2 separate regions of the Mus musculus genome follow, and region 2 is linked to region 1. Evidence: chromatin contacts called from public HiChIP or PLAC-seq data. All regions are on one chromosome and are shown on one strand. Each heading gives the region's core, a stretch centred on a gene start, on an enhancer-like site or on the middle of the called end of the contact. The rest is flanking DNA. Distances are from core to core; before and after follow the strand shown. Region 1 holds the start of Ankrd9 (ankyrin repeat domain 9). Region 2 holds the start of B930059L03Rik (RIKEN cDNA B930059L03 gene).

Evidence for each region. HiChIP or PLAC-seq counts read pairs in DNA pulled down with a chosen protein or histone mark.
Region 2: a contact with region 1 is called in an HNF4G HiChIP or PLAC-seq map of pancreatic cancer cells. The contact joins the promoter of B930059L03Rik here to the promoter of Ankrd9 in region 1. A contact is called at or near these places in 2 of 39 promoter capture datasets (3T3-L1-derived adipocytes and cranial neural crest), 11 of 484 Hi-C or Micro-C datasets (CD8 T cells, the G1E-ER4 cell line, cardiomyocytes and 3 more), 5 of 115 datasets of contacts at active chromatin or transcription factors (bone marrow-derived macrophages, double positive thymocytes, extraembryonic endoderm stem cells and 2 more) and 1 of 9 other capture datasets (liver).

The regions. Positions count from the first base shown.
Region 1 is chr12:110,975,202-110,982,199 of GRCm38.p6, forward strand. It overlaps Ankrd9 (ankyrin repeat domain 9), which reads right to left and starts at 3,839. Exons shown (of 3, transcript NM_175207.5): 1 at 3,639-3,839; 2 at 2,747-2,926; 3 at 1,219-2,347. The coding sequence starts at 2,298. The coding sequence ends at 1,318.
Region 2 is chr12:110,586,903-110,593,900 of GRCm38.p6, forward strand. It overlaps B930059L03Rik (RIKEN cDNA B930059L03 gene), which reads left to right and starts at 4,472. Exons shown (of 1, transcript NR_033340.1): 1 at 4,472-5,777.

The DNA.
Region 1 (6,998 bases), core at 2,589-5,088:
GACTTGGGACCTCCCAGAAGTCCAGGGGGACTGATCATGAATGGGCCAAACTTGAGGCAGAGGAAGACACTAACACCCATCACCCGCAACTGCCAGGACTCAGAGAAGCTACTCAGCAGAAGGGAAACAGCCTCCAGTCAAGACGAAGGATCCGTACCAGCAAGTACCCTTTCTTTTTCAGGCCTAGGAAATGGCCTAAAATCCCTTGACAATAACACGGGTCCAGGACAGGTGGCAAAGTCTAGGGCCCTCTGTTCTCTGGGCTTCCCCTCCTGTGGCCCAGCACCCTGGACATTCCCACCCCCGGGCATGCTGTACTCAGGAGCAGAGCAACAGGTGCCCCCGACCAGGCTGGCCACTTTAGCAGACAGCTAGCCTCTGCTCCTGGCAGCACATCATGGCCTGCAAGCCTATGCCACAAAGGTTGAATTTCACAGCCCAGCAAAATCCCAGGATAGGGACGGGCCCTCCCCCAGTCTCAAAGTTCCCTGGTATGAACCCAGCTTTGCAGCCAGGGCCCCTTTATCCTGAAGGATGAGGGTGCATTCATTAACAAGCCTCCCGGCTTCTGAAGTGTCCAGCAGAAAGCAGCATTCCAAGGATGGGTGAGAAGCCTATCCAGGGTGATAACACAGGCCCACAAGCACCACCTAACATCCACTGTGAGTGATGTTAGTGAGTAAGGCCATCCCTGGGGCTGGGCAGGGGGACCTGGAAGGCACACCTGGTTCTCATGAGACATGATGCAGGGGACCCAAAGCCTGTGGGGAAGCAGGTGGGGAAACCCAAGGCTAGCACCTGCCAAGTCCTGACTGAGGGTAAAAGGGCCAACTCCAGGCTGGGGTGGAGAAGCAATGATTCAGTGTGAGATGAGAACACAGACACACAGTCTGGCTCCCATTCAACACCTGCTAGAGCTGCCTGCTCAGCTCTGCTGGACACACATCAGTCCAACCCATGGGCCATTTATGAGGCTGACAGCACAGGAGGGGGCCACTCAAAACCACACAAGCTTGTCCCCTTGGCCTCAGCACATTCTGTCCTCTTGCTTGGTCATTAGAGTCCCCACCCTCTGTTCCTGTTCCTCTCCTGCTTGGCTCAGCTGTCACCTTCCCCGGGACTCTAGGTCCTCACCCTTATCCTTGGCTGAGCAGCGAGTTCGCACACTTGAGCAACTTGGCAGCCCTACCCCAAATACATGCAACAGACCAGGCAGATCCCTCTGTACAGTCAACGATCCATATATGTAAAGTGCCAAGTACAATGCTCTCAAAAAAATACTTCTGTCCCCATATACTGTGTCAGGGTCCCCTGAGTCTAGCCCTTGCCCGTGAGGTCCAAGGGCTGCAAAAACGATGGCAGAGGCAGTTCATCTAAGGCCTCCGGGAAGCGGCCAGGTGAGATAGTGGTGACCAACACCTGCATGGCACGGACAAAGAGGGAGGGTGGCGCCAGCCCTGCCAGCCACTGGAACTTGTCCTCACCCAACAACCGCTGCCAGCGTAGCTGGTCTCCTAGCAGTTCACATCGAGCTGGACCTACGACGCCCCCCGGGGTGTACAGTACTAGCAGGTCAAGCAGCAGCAGGCGGCGCTGACACACCTCCTCAGACGAAGTGGTGTTGGCGGTGGCAGCATTGACCGTGGCAGAAGCTGCCTCAGCCTTAGTGGGGGCTGAGCTGGCGTCCTGGTTCAGCTGGCGCAACAGCAGCTCCAATGGTGTAAAGCCACTGCCATCTCGAAGGCCTGGAGAAGCTCCGTGGCCAAGCAGCAGAAAGAGGCACTCGGGGCGTGCGAGCTCACAGGCCACATGCAGCGACGTGCCACCGCCCTCCACGCGGCTGCAGCCACGGCGGTCGAGGAGGCGCACGCGCTCTTCCACTGGGAAGTCCTGCACCGTTCGCAGGATGCGCCGCAGGATGCCCACGCGGTTGTAGCGCACCGCCAGCGCCACGTGAGGCCCAGGCGCGGTGCAGCAGCGGAAGCCCGCGCTAGGTGGGGCGAGTGCACACCGCGGGAAGGTAGCTAGCAGGTAGTGTGCATAGGCTTGGTGGTCGTGCACAAGCGCATAGAGCAGAGCCTCCGAAGGCGAATAGGCCGCAGCGCGCCCCCGCTCATCACAGTGGAAGGCTTCGCTGGCACGTATGTCCTCGAGTAGCCAAACTGGCAGCTGATCTCGCACTGCCAGGTAGAAGGCGAAGGATGACTTCCGGCACTGCTTCTGCACCCGCAAGCGAGCTGCGCCGGGACCCTCGGGCCCTCCGTTGGCGCTGCGTCCAGGCCTGGTGTCCCACGGCATGCTGGCCTCCGGGAGTCTCAAAGCATGGGTCACACCACCCCAGACCAACCTGTGAGACGAAGTAGGGTCGAATGAATCGGGTCTGCCAGTCACTGCCCCCAGCTCTATTCTCTCCTGGACCCAGAACCATTCTTGAATTTCTGCACCTGCACTTCCTCTCTTGCCTGTGCTAGAGAAGGCTGGATCTGCTGGAGCCTTCCGTGTGCCAACCCTCTGCAGCCCTGGAACCTTCAAAAAGCGCTCCTTTCACACCTGAGCCAGGTCCTTCCAACTGCAAATAAAGAGGAACCCATGGGACATCGCAGAAGACTCAGGCTCACAGCACAAGTTGAGCCCAAATCACCCTCACACCCCCAAATCCAGCCCCAACTCTACTTCTACCCTGACCCCAAGAGACTACTCAAACTTCTTTCCAGGAGGGTCGTGGAGATTATTCACTTAGACCTACCTGGTTCCTGCAGGCGGCCCTGGGTTCTGTAGATGCAGGTATTCACTCTAACACACCAAACCTCATCAACAAGAAAGTGGTGGCCCAGGGCTGGCAGTGCGCCCGCCCGCAGCCAGAGTTGGAAAGTGGCTCTGGCTCTTTTATCCACAAACAATTTTCCTGCCCATCAGGAAGGAGCTCCTGGGAGGAGGGAAAAGGTGAAGTCAGTGGGGGGATTGGAGCATACACCACCTGCAGTCCTCTCGAGGTCCATCCACATGAGGCCGATACTGCCATCTCACTTTTCAACGGGGGACAAGCTAGTCCAAGGTCAGTCACCAAGTCAGGCTGAGCCAGGACAAGAGCCTAGGTCTCCTGCGTTCTGTTTGAGGGCCGTTCCATACACTGCAGACCCCAGTTTAAAAACCCTACCTCCACCTTGGGTCCCAAGCCTCAAACCTGAGCCCTGGCCATTCACCCTTGGTCTCCCTGCCCAAGAGCCCTACTGCCTCCAGCAAGGGTAAGCTCTAGGTTACAAGGGACCTGGGACAGCCAGAGGGCCTCGTCCACAGTGTCATGACCATTAACTGGGTTACAGAGGTGAGCACTATAGAGTGGGCTGCGGCAGACGCCCCTCTGAGGGGATTGGCATGACTGCAGCTCCTCCCGGAACCTGGGCCCCCTGCGCCCCAGATGCACTGTGTGGGCACGCGTGGGGTGCCGGGCGGGTTACGTAAAGTTCGGCCGCCCCACGTCACTGGGCAGAGTCACGGCCGCGGCTCTGTGACTGGAGCTTGGGCCGCCGGCCAGATCCTCCCTGACCCCTCCCGGGGCGCGCCCGAGTGTCTGCGGGCCGGTGGCCAGGATCAGGGGCTGCACCTGCGCACCGGGGCGCTCGGGGCAGGCGACTCACCAAGCCGCGCGACCCTGTCCCTGCGGCGGGCCGGAGCGCGCGCCGTCCATGCACGGGCGAGCAGACAGAGATCCCACGACGCCGGGAGCGGAGGCAGCGCCCGCTGCACTCTGAGCCGCCGCGACACCGTCTCCCGATGCCGGTGCTGGTGCCGCCGAGGGGAGGGCGGCGGGCGGCGCAGTGCGGCCGGGGCCGGGCAGGACCGCGGGACGGGCCGCCGCCGCCATTGGCTCACGCCGCCGGCCCCCGCCGCTACCCATTGGTCGTCGCGCTGCACCATTGTTGCGTCACGGGCCAGGGGGCGGGACTCTCAGAGGGACCCGCGGAAAACTTCGGAGAAACTTGAGGGCCCCGAGGTGGCGGGGTGGGGAGGGGTGGTGAGAGATGCCGGGCACCGGGCAGAGCTTGGAGGGCGGGACGTGATGGAGGCGGGGCGAGTCCCGGCAGGCTCCTGGAGCTGGATCTGTGCGGTCCTAGACTGCACACAAGAATAGGCTCCCTGGCTTGCGCTTGCGGCTGCTGCAAGAGTCCTGCTCTGGGCTTCCCTTGCTCTGACCCTCACTGACCTTGGGGAAACATCCAGCTGTTACCCCATCTGCGTGTGGGAAGGCCTAGAATAGGACTGAGCCCTTAAACTATTGAACCTTGCTCTGCCCTGCCAACGCCCTGGCATGGCTAGCCTCGGCTCCAATCTCAAAAGAAAGGCATGGATGCATGCGTGTATAAGAGCTGTTTATAGTGCCTATTGTGTCGTCTTCTGGGCTAAACGCTTTCTTTCACTTTGACTTTACCACTAACACAGGAGAAAAGGGGGGGGGGCAGAATTATGATGCCTGCTATGAGGTAGATAGTTATTTAAGTCCAGTGTGAGTTGGCACATATCTTTAATCCCCGCACTCAGAAGGCAGAGGCAGGTGGATCTCTGAACTGAAGGCCAACCTGGTCTAGAAAGCAAGTTCCAAGACAGCCAGGACTACAGAGAAACCCTATCTCAAAACACACACACACAGAGAGATAGAGAGAGAGAGTCGGTTGTCCAAAGAAAGGTACACTTTGGGGCTGTTTTTCACTCAGGCAGAACTGGGAGCATGTTCTAGCCTTCCCATGGCTGACCCTAGAGCCTGAGGGAGCCCCTGACTTCATCAGGGGTGTGGGAGTGCCAAGTCCATTCCAAATGCACAGATGAAAGCTGCCACGCCTGGACCTTGGGACTCTCACCCCACCTTACCAGAGGCAAGGATCCCCCTGATGAAATAGTTCCAAACTCCATTCACAGGCACGGCCAGTTTCTTTTCCACAATGCCCTTAGAGGCTCAGTTAGGGCCAAGGGTTCCTGCAGCCTCCATCCAAGCCCTTCCTCCTGCCTCTGTCCAGCAGACAGCTAGCACCTTCAAAGCAACCTCCCCTCCCCTACCTCAGAGCAAATGTGTATACAGCCTTCAACCCTCTTGGCTCCTCTGTGCCAGCAGGGGCTAAGGGACTTTAAGCTGGAGTCTCTCTCACCTGGCTCCTTTGAGTAGACTTAAGCAGGCATACGTGTACACACACGCACATACACACGTGCACACATGGAGACTTCCTGTTATTCTTCACCTGTATTAGTCAGGGTTCTCTAGAATCACAGAATTTATGCAATGTCTCTATATATTAAGGGAATTTATTATAATGACTTAGTCTGTAGTCCAACTAACCCAACAATGGGCAGCTGTGAATGGGAAGTCCAAGAATCTACGCGGTGTTCAACCTCACTGGGCTAGTTGTTTCAGCTAGTTGAAGGGGAAACTTAAGTGGTCTTTGGAAAGTCATTGTGTCAGATGGTGTTTTGCTGGGGCAAACACGTGAAGGAGTGTTTTCCTGAAATGGGCACAGATGAAAGACTAAGGCAGACTGGTGAAGGAACGTTTCACTGAAGTAGACACAGGAGAGAGGATATTCTGCTAAATCAGGCCCATGAAAGGACATGTGATTAAAAGAAAGAAAGGAAACGTGATGAAGGATTCTTAGCTAACGAAATGCATGTAATTCTGCCTTATATTGTGTAGTTGAGCTGCGTTTGTCAGGACTCCATAGAGAGAACCACACACACACACACACACACACACACACGACCTTGTGATGTGCTGCAGTTTCTTGCTGCTTCCACAGACTCGGGCTGATTTGCAGAGTGATATTTTGCCCATGGTGAACATGTGATGCCTGGAGAGAGTATAAAAAGGACAGCGATGGAGGCCGAGCTTGGCTTGCCTATAGAGCTAGCTGTGCAACGCTTATGGGTCTCGAGTCTTTGCTGATCTTCGCTTCTCTGATAGACAGACAGACAGACAGAGCAGAGAACTAGCTTCTTCCAGAATTCCTTCTGGTCCCTCCTGCTGACTTGAGCAGAGGCTGAGGCCTGGCTGTGTCTGCTAGGTTGTGCCGCTGCTACTGATTCATGTTTGCCATCCCGATTCTTCCGAACTAAATTGCTGGTGTGTCCTCAAGTGTTTGCAAGTGGATCAAACGGCCACTGCTAACCTGTGAGCTGAACTGATTTCCAGACAACACAGATGGAACCAGAGATTCTTTGCTCCAAAGAACCTTTCTAAACAGGTCCACTTCCCCCATATCCTTTCTTTTTCACTACCTCTGGTGGGTGGTGGGCTAACAGCCATCCTTAAAAATAAGGTTTGAAAAAAAAATGAAAGTTCCAGCTGGTCTTCTATATAAGCTGGAATCCTGAAGAAGCAGGTTCCAACAGATGAGCTGGTAAGTAAGTGCGGGCAGGCGAGGAAGAGCGAGCCTTCCTTCTTTCAGCTTCCTTACGTAGGCCTCCAGCAAAAGATTGTTTCACCACGCCTAGATCTGGAACTTGCTTTGTCCCAGGCTGACCTTGAATTCAGAGATCTGCCCGCCTCAGTCTCCTGGGATTAAAGGCCCGTACTACCTTGCCTGTATCTAAGCTTTTCATAGCCACTATGCCTCAAGATCTCCATGTCAAGAGCCAGGTCAGAAGTCTGTGTCTTCCGGCCTCAGGATCTGAATCATCACAAGTGTGCCCTTTGCTTCCAGGTTGTAATTCACTCCAGATGTAGTCAAGGTGACAACCAGGAATAGCTGTCACAGGACCCTAGGCCAGCTAAGCAGTCCCAAGAGATAAACAAAGCTTTCAAGTCCAGAGAGGAGACCGACAGCCCAGGGCATGCAGGCATGTTTGTAACCTAGCCTATAAAACATGTTTATACCAGTCTGCCAGCTGTGACCCCAGCACCCCTACACCATGCCAAGGCAGCTTTACCTTGTAAACTAAACCTAGCTCCTAGGAGATCCATGGCAAGTCACGTTCAGGAGGAAGAGGGTTGAACACTAGGCTAGGGCTGGAGA
Region 2 (6,998 bases), core at 3,222-5,721, 390 kb before region 1:
AGAACAAAAAGCATTCTTAATTAGGCAGGATAACCATGGCATAGCTGCTACCTTTGAGAGCTGGAGACAAAAGCCAGTCCCCTTTGGGGAAAAGTTAACCTGTCTCCCAGCAGCTCACAAGAGGAACAGAGTGCAGGGAGGTCTGTGAACTTGGTCCACGAGTGACAGAGTAGTGCACCACCGGTCTCATTGGCCGTATGCACACTGTCTTGACCTGAAGCTCTTCTCACTATACAGCCCCAGGCAAAGAATCCAGAGCCTGTGGTCAGCTTTGCAGCCCATCTGAGAATGTGGAAACCTCTAGAAATGAGACTGAATGGCTACTGAGGAGGGCTGAAGGGCACAGCCCCAGACAGCGCTGTCCTAGCCCAGAAGGAAACAGGCACCTGAATGGGCAGAAGTGCTTGTGAACAGGGCTGATGACCTGACTTCAGTCCCTACCTACATCCTACACTGTGGCTGGAGAGAAACCAACTCATGCAAATTGCCCTGTGACCCCAACATGCATGTGAAACACAGACCACACACACATACACACACCTATGCTCATACAGACAAAATCATTAACCTTTACAAATTTTAAATTACCCATTCCAGGGCTGGAGTGGTGGCTTACTGAGTATTGGCTGTTCTTCCAGAAGACCTGGGTTTGATTCCCAGCACCCACATGGTGGCTCACAGCTATCAATAACTGCAGTTGTGATGCTCTCTTCCGACCTCCACAGCCACCAAAACACACACACACACACACACACACGAAGGGAAGGAGCAGGCAAAATACCCATACACATAAAAGTCGAATGTTAAAATGATGCAGTTCATGGTGTTTTACTATGGACTGCGACAGACTGGTTGGGGGGGGGGGTTGAGGAACTGTTCCACATGAAGAATGGACTCTCACCTCAGGGAACTGAACACTAACATTAAAGAAACTGGCACAGTGGGTGAAACTGACCCCAAGGGCTATGAACAGAGCTGAGCTGGTTCCCATTGAGAAGGTGGAGGGAGTGGCTGAGTTAGGATGTAGGAGCAGCTGATTTGTGGGCTCTGTGGAATTATACTGGGGAAAAGGCAACTGTTCGTGCATCTGTTTTAGAAGTTAAGGTGAAGCCGGGCGTGGTGGCGCACGCCTTTAATCCCAACACTCGGGAGGCAGAGGCCAGCCTGGTCTACAGAGTTCCAGGACAGCCAGGGCTATACAGAGAAACCCTGTCTCGAAAAAACAAACAAAAAAAAACCACCAACAACAAAAAAGTTAAGGTGACAAACTCCACACGCAGACATAGGGCCAAGAGCGTGTGGCCATGTAGCAGGGTAACCCAGGTGCTGCTGCAGTGGCACAGAGGTCAGCAGCAAGTGCCTGAAAACCAAGAGTGAGGACCCAGGCAACACGGGAATGTGCGAAGCAGTGTGGAGGGGAACAAGGAAAGGGGATTTCACATCTTACTAGAGATGCCTGTGTGTTTAGCAGGAAATGGTCTATGTGGTAGAGATGCCTGTGTGTCTAGCAGGAAACGGTCTATGTAGAGTTTGCTAATGTTACCAGAGAAGTCAGTGTCAAAACCTGGGCCCTAAGCAGCCTTAAAAAGCTAGGCTTGCCCGCTCATTTTCAGTAGGATAGATAGTTAAAGAGACTTGTTGGGAAAAGCAGACGAGATTAAATTCAATGTGGTCACATTAGGAAGCAAACAAATGAGCTCTGCTGACTCCCGAACCGTCAAGTCTACCTTTGGAGTACTAACTGGAAGGCGAGATTTAGAGAGAAGACAAGAGGTATGTATAAACTAAGCAATCCTGGTTAACTCTAGTCCCACACATCATTGGCAAAACTCCAGTGTGGTCTGTAAGGTGGTCTCAAGTTGAAACTGTGTAAAGTCTCTTCCTAAGAGACAAGTTCCTCCTCTGGCTAGCACCTACTTATCATTAACTGTCAGCTTGGTACATCTCAGAGTCACTTGAGAAACGAGCGTACATTGGGCAACTGTCATTATTGGTTGTTCTGTAAATCCGTCTGTGAAGAGTTGGCCTGATTGGGAACTGAAGGTTAAAGGGACCACCGCATGGCCAGGTGGCTCTGGGTTAAAAGTGAGTTAGTTCGAGGCTGGCCTTGTCCTCAGAACAAGTTCTAGGACCTGTCCTCACCTCCCCCCGGAAAAAAAAAAAAAAAGCCTAAATAAAAACTTTAAAGCAAGTTAGTGACCCACCAAGCAGGTATCTTCTATGGCTTTCTCGCTAGGCTTCTGCTCTGATTTCCCTTCATGAAGGGATACAAGACTTAAACTCAGAACATCAGTACAATTCTTACAAGGGTTGGCCTTGAGCGGGGACATGGGGAGCTGGTCCACTGAAATAGAAGGGAAGCTTTTTAAAAATATATGATTTATTATTATTTCTGAGTATACCATAGCTGTCTTCAGACACACCAGAAGAATGCATCAGATCCCATTACAGATGGTTGTGAGACACCACGTGGTTGCTGGGAATTAAACTCAGGACCTCTGGAAAAGCAGTCACTGTTCTTAACCACTGAGCCATCTCTCCAGCCTGCAGAAGGGAGTTTGTTTGTTTTGCTGTTGTCTTTAAAGATGGTGGGAGATTTGAGCTTTCTGAGCAACTTAGTTAAAAGATGAGGTCATGAATTACAAATGAAAGCAATGGCATTCTCTCCCAGTTTCAGGAGTATGGAAGATCCCAGCCCTCCCAACAACAGTATACCACCCCCCTAAGGAAAGAGGTTTTTCTTTAAATGGTGAGTGACAAGGGCCTCATCTTCCATGGGATGCCACCTGCCACAGGTGACAGCCTGGAGTCTACAGAAAGTAGCTGCATTTCTGTTTCCTGTGACAGGCTCTCTCTACACCATGAGAAGGCATCAAACGGGATACACTGCATTAAACTACACTGCTCTGCAGAACTATGGCTGCAGGAAGCACCACTGGCTTAGGCGATGGTACTCCACCGCTTCCCAGCTGGCTGGCTGCACGTAGCTGGAGGGCAAGGAGCTGGCTGAAAGTAGACACCCATAACAGAAATTCTACCTCCACCTACATGCCAAAAGAGACATAGGCATGCCGTGTAGGTGTGAGGAATATTCCCGAGGAGGATGCAAAGCCAGCAGAGGCAGGTAAGCAGGGGCTCCCACTGGCAGTGTCGCCATCCTATGCAGATCTCAGGGCCACAAGTCAATGCTTCTGGAAGGACAGGAAAGTAACCCCAGTAGCAGGTGAGGAAGGGTGGGTCACTTCAGTTTACTGTTGGTGGCTTGCAGATTTGTAGGACCCTTAAAAATGCAACTGAAAGTTTTAAAAGGTAAGTGTTGAAAACATTTTGAGACAGTCTTACCAAAAATCCTACTACCCAGCCCCCTGAATGCTGGCATTAGAAACACGTTCCACCCTGCAGGGTGTCATGTATTTTGACTCTGCAATTCTGCTTCAAAAATTTAGCCATCAGCAAAATTCACCTAGTCTGAGCAGTAAGGCCAGCTACTCCCGGCCGCACTGTTTTCCATGCTGAAAAACAGAAACCAGGAATTATCCTCACCTGCCTGAAGTGTTGCTAGATGCAAATGTGAGCAGAGAAGTGAGAAAACCCCAGCACACGCTCTCACTCCTTAAGATTTTATTTTTTTAAATGTGTTTGTTTCTGTATGTGGATTTGTACATATGAGTGCAAGTGCCCACGGAAGCAAGAGGGTGTTCGGTCCCCTGGGGCTAGGGTTATAAATAGTCTGTCCCTAACGTGGGACTCTAAACTCGGATTGTCCGGAAGAACTGTACATGGACCTAACTGCTGAGCGGTCTCCATAAAATATGGCCAAATTGAAACTAGAAAGGTTCTGGCACTCATTCCAAATTCGAATTCATCCTCACCCCAGGACTAACTTTTCCTGCCGGCCCAACACCTTCTTCTCAAACATTCCACACTGCAGCCAAGAGGGAGCTTGCAAAAACATCCCTCCAACCAGTCACCCCAGGATAGCCCGTGAGCCCTCTACAAGCAATGTCCCTATTACCCTACTTATCGCTGTACCTTCAGTCTGGCACCGTGTGGGACACTCAAAACTGCGTCTGATGGACGCAATGTACAGATAAATGTGGGATCAGCGAGAACAGCAAGATCCAAGTGGAGAGGCAATCAAATGTGGGTACGTGTGTGTAAGGTGGACGTGCTGACATACGCCTTCCATGCCAGCACTGGAAAGGTGGAGGCAGGAGCATCAGAGTTGGGACTCAGCACGGCTACCCGGCATCCAAACCAAAGAGCAAGCGGATGGCAGCAGGTACCCCGTAGGAATGAGACAAAGCGCATGCAGAAAACGGAGAAGAGTTCAAAGTCAACAGGATATCAGCTCAGCACAGCTGCACCAGAACACGGCAGCAGGACAAGGGCGGCCCCGGGAAGGTCTCTGCCATCTCGGCAGGGCGGAGATCTCCGCAAGGCGCAGCCTCCACGGCGCACGTGACTGGATGAGTCACCGCGCCAGGAAGCCGCACGAAACCTCGGTTCGGCAGCTCGAACGCAGGCTGACTTAGGACAAGGCAGCGACGTCTAGAGGAAGCCGCAGAGGGGGCCGCGTCCCTTGGCGGGAGGGGAGTGAGGGCCGCGGACGGCCCGGACCCAAGCTTAGACGCTTGGCCCACGGCACACAGGACAGGGAGACCGACTACCTTCACCTAAACGCTGGCGCAGGGAAATGACGCAGCGCATCGACCAATCGGGAAGTGTCTGACTCTGAATCTCGCGATATTCACGGGAGGAAAATGAGCCAATCGCAATGCCCCTTCTTCCAGGCCGCGGTGATTGGCTTGAGGACTCACATGATCGTTCGAGGCCACACGTGACCGCTCCCCTGGCGACACGTGATCGACCTGCCACTCTGCAGAAGTGGCTTCTGGACAGCGGCAAACAGGCGTCCGTGGAACTGAACGGCAGGTCCTGGGTTACAGCCCCGTCACTTTCCACTTGATAGGCGGGGTTGGTGACCAGGGTCCCATGTGACCCCCGTCATGGAACCCCGAGACGCGACCGTAGCGTGGATAGGACAGGGCCAACCTGTCCCCTGTAGCAGCTCTGAGAACTGAAGTAGGTGGGAGGCTGGGGATGCCGAGAGATTAACGAAAGAAACCAGTAAGCAGGGTCAGGAAACTCGTCCCACCTAAGTGGCGTGTACCGGACACGTGGTAACGTAAAGAGGTAGAGGTGCTTGCTATGTAAATAACTATGGAGGACCAGAACTCACATAGATGAGGACTTTGAGCACCCCGTCTTTCCCACTACCACTCACTGGGTGCCTCTTTCTTTCCTTCTTTCTCTAATTTACTCATAAGACAGGGTCTCGCCTTGGCTAGCCTTATTGTCTGTCTGTCTGTCTGTCTATAAAACAGAGTCTCTTCTTGGCTGACCTGGAACTCACTGTGTAGACCCTAAACTCAAGAGATGTCCCTGCCTCTGCCCTAAGAATAAAGGCGTGCACTTCCTGGCTTGACTTCTGTCTCCCTCTCTCCTTTCTTTGTAGTAAACTGCCTGTCTCCGACTCTGTCCCTGAGTCTTACTGTTCTAGGGCTCAAAAATCTGGAAATTTGTGCTGATTCCCTCCAGGGTCATAGCCATGCCTGTTCCAAGGAAGCCCTAGCGATGTCTGTTTCCCACTGCTTCCTGCCCAAGATACTGGTAACCCTGGAAGGTAGCCCTGGTGTGGGGGTGCTGTCAGAAGCATGGACACAATTCTCTCTCTCCATGATGTTAGAATTTCCTGAATAATAAATTGGCAGTCTGCATCCCTTGTATTGATGTAATTTGTTGAGTAGTTTTGTTCTCACTCTCTTAATAAATAATAACTCTTGGGTCACACATTACACCTCACAATGCAATGTAAATTACAGAATGGCTATTCAAGGTTAGAGTTCACAGAGGCCTTCCTGGAGGCAGAGGCAGATAGCTGCTACAACATTTGCTGGTTTGGTTTGCTTGGTTTTGTTCATTTGATTTTCCAAGATAGGGTTTCTGTGTAGCTTTGGCTGTCCTGGAATTCATTCTAGACCAGGCTAGCCTCAAATCCACAGAGACCTACCTGCCTCTGCCTCCCAAGTGTTGGGGTTAAGGGACTATACCACCACCATCTGGCACAAATACAGTATTTAGGGATTAAGGAGTCCAAGTGGATAGCTGTTGGGGGCATGGAGCTCAGAACCTGAGAGATCAGGGATCTAGGCCGCAGGTGTAGTGTTCAGGTGTAAGACAGGTATAGCTTCAAGTAGATAGGTGGATTGTCAGCCGTTCACGCACGTAGGAGGTGACGGGCCGGGCTGAAGCCCTAGGTAAAGTTCAGAGGTCTCTGCTTCAGCGGGTGGTCATCACGATGTCAGGCACCCTCCTTACAGGGTCCATGTTCGGGTGTTGTGCCTCGTGGCGGCCCTCCATTGGTCAGTGCATTTGACCAGTTTGAAACCCGGTTTTTCTGCTGTTTTTATTCAGCCCATATGCTCATGTTTTCGTGTGCTTTGATAAGCCTGGAGAATGCTGGCATTTTACCTTTAGGAATAAAGTTGGTATTAGTGTGTGTCTATGGTGATGTAGGTGGAGGTTTATGGTATTATTAGGTAGTACTGGGCAGGAAGTGGTCTCTGGGTGCATGACAAGGTCAGGGTCACCCCGTCTCTGCATTTGCACTCCTCATGGAGTTAAGTCATGCTTGTGACTTGGAGTCACATTGTGAGTACTCTGGGAAGCAGCTTGTGGGTCCTGGGGAGCAACCTCAAGTTGTCTGGTTCACTTTAAGATTACGTAAATTGCATCACACACACATACACCCAAAACATCCCATGAGCCCCTCTTTGTTCTCTTTCAAATTCATGGCCTCTTATTTCATTAGTTGTTATTACATGCATATAGGTATAAATACACACAGTCCTGAATATAACCTGCTTATGTTAGCCATATGTACGTTTTCAGGGCTTTGGATAAACAGTTTGTTATTTGATAGAAAACAAACGCTT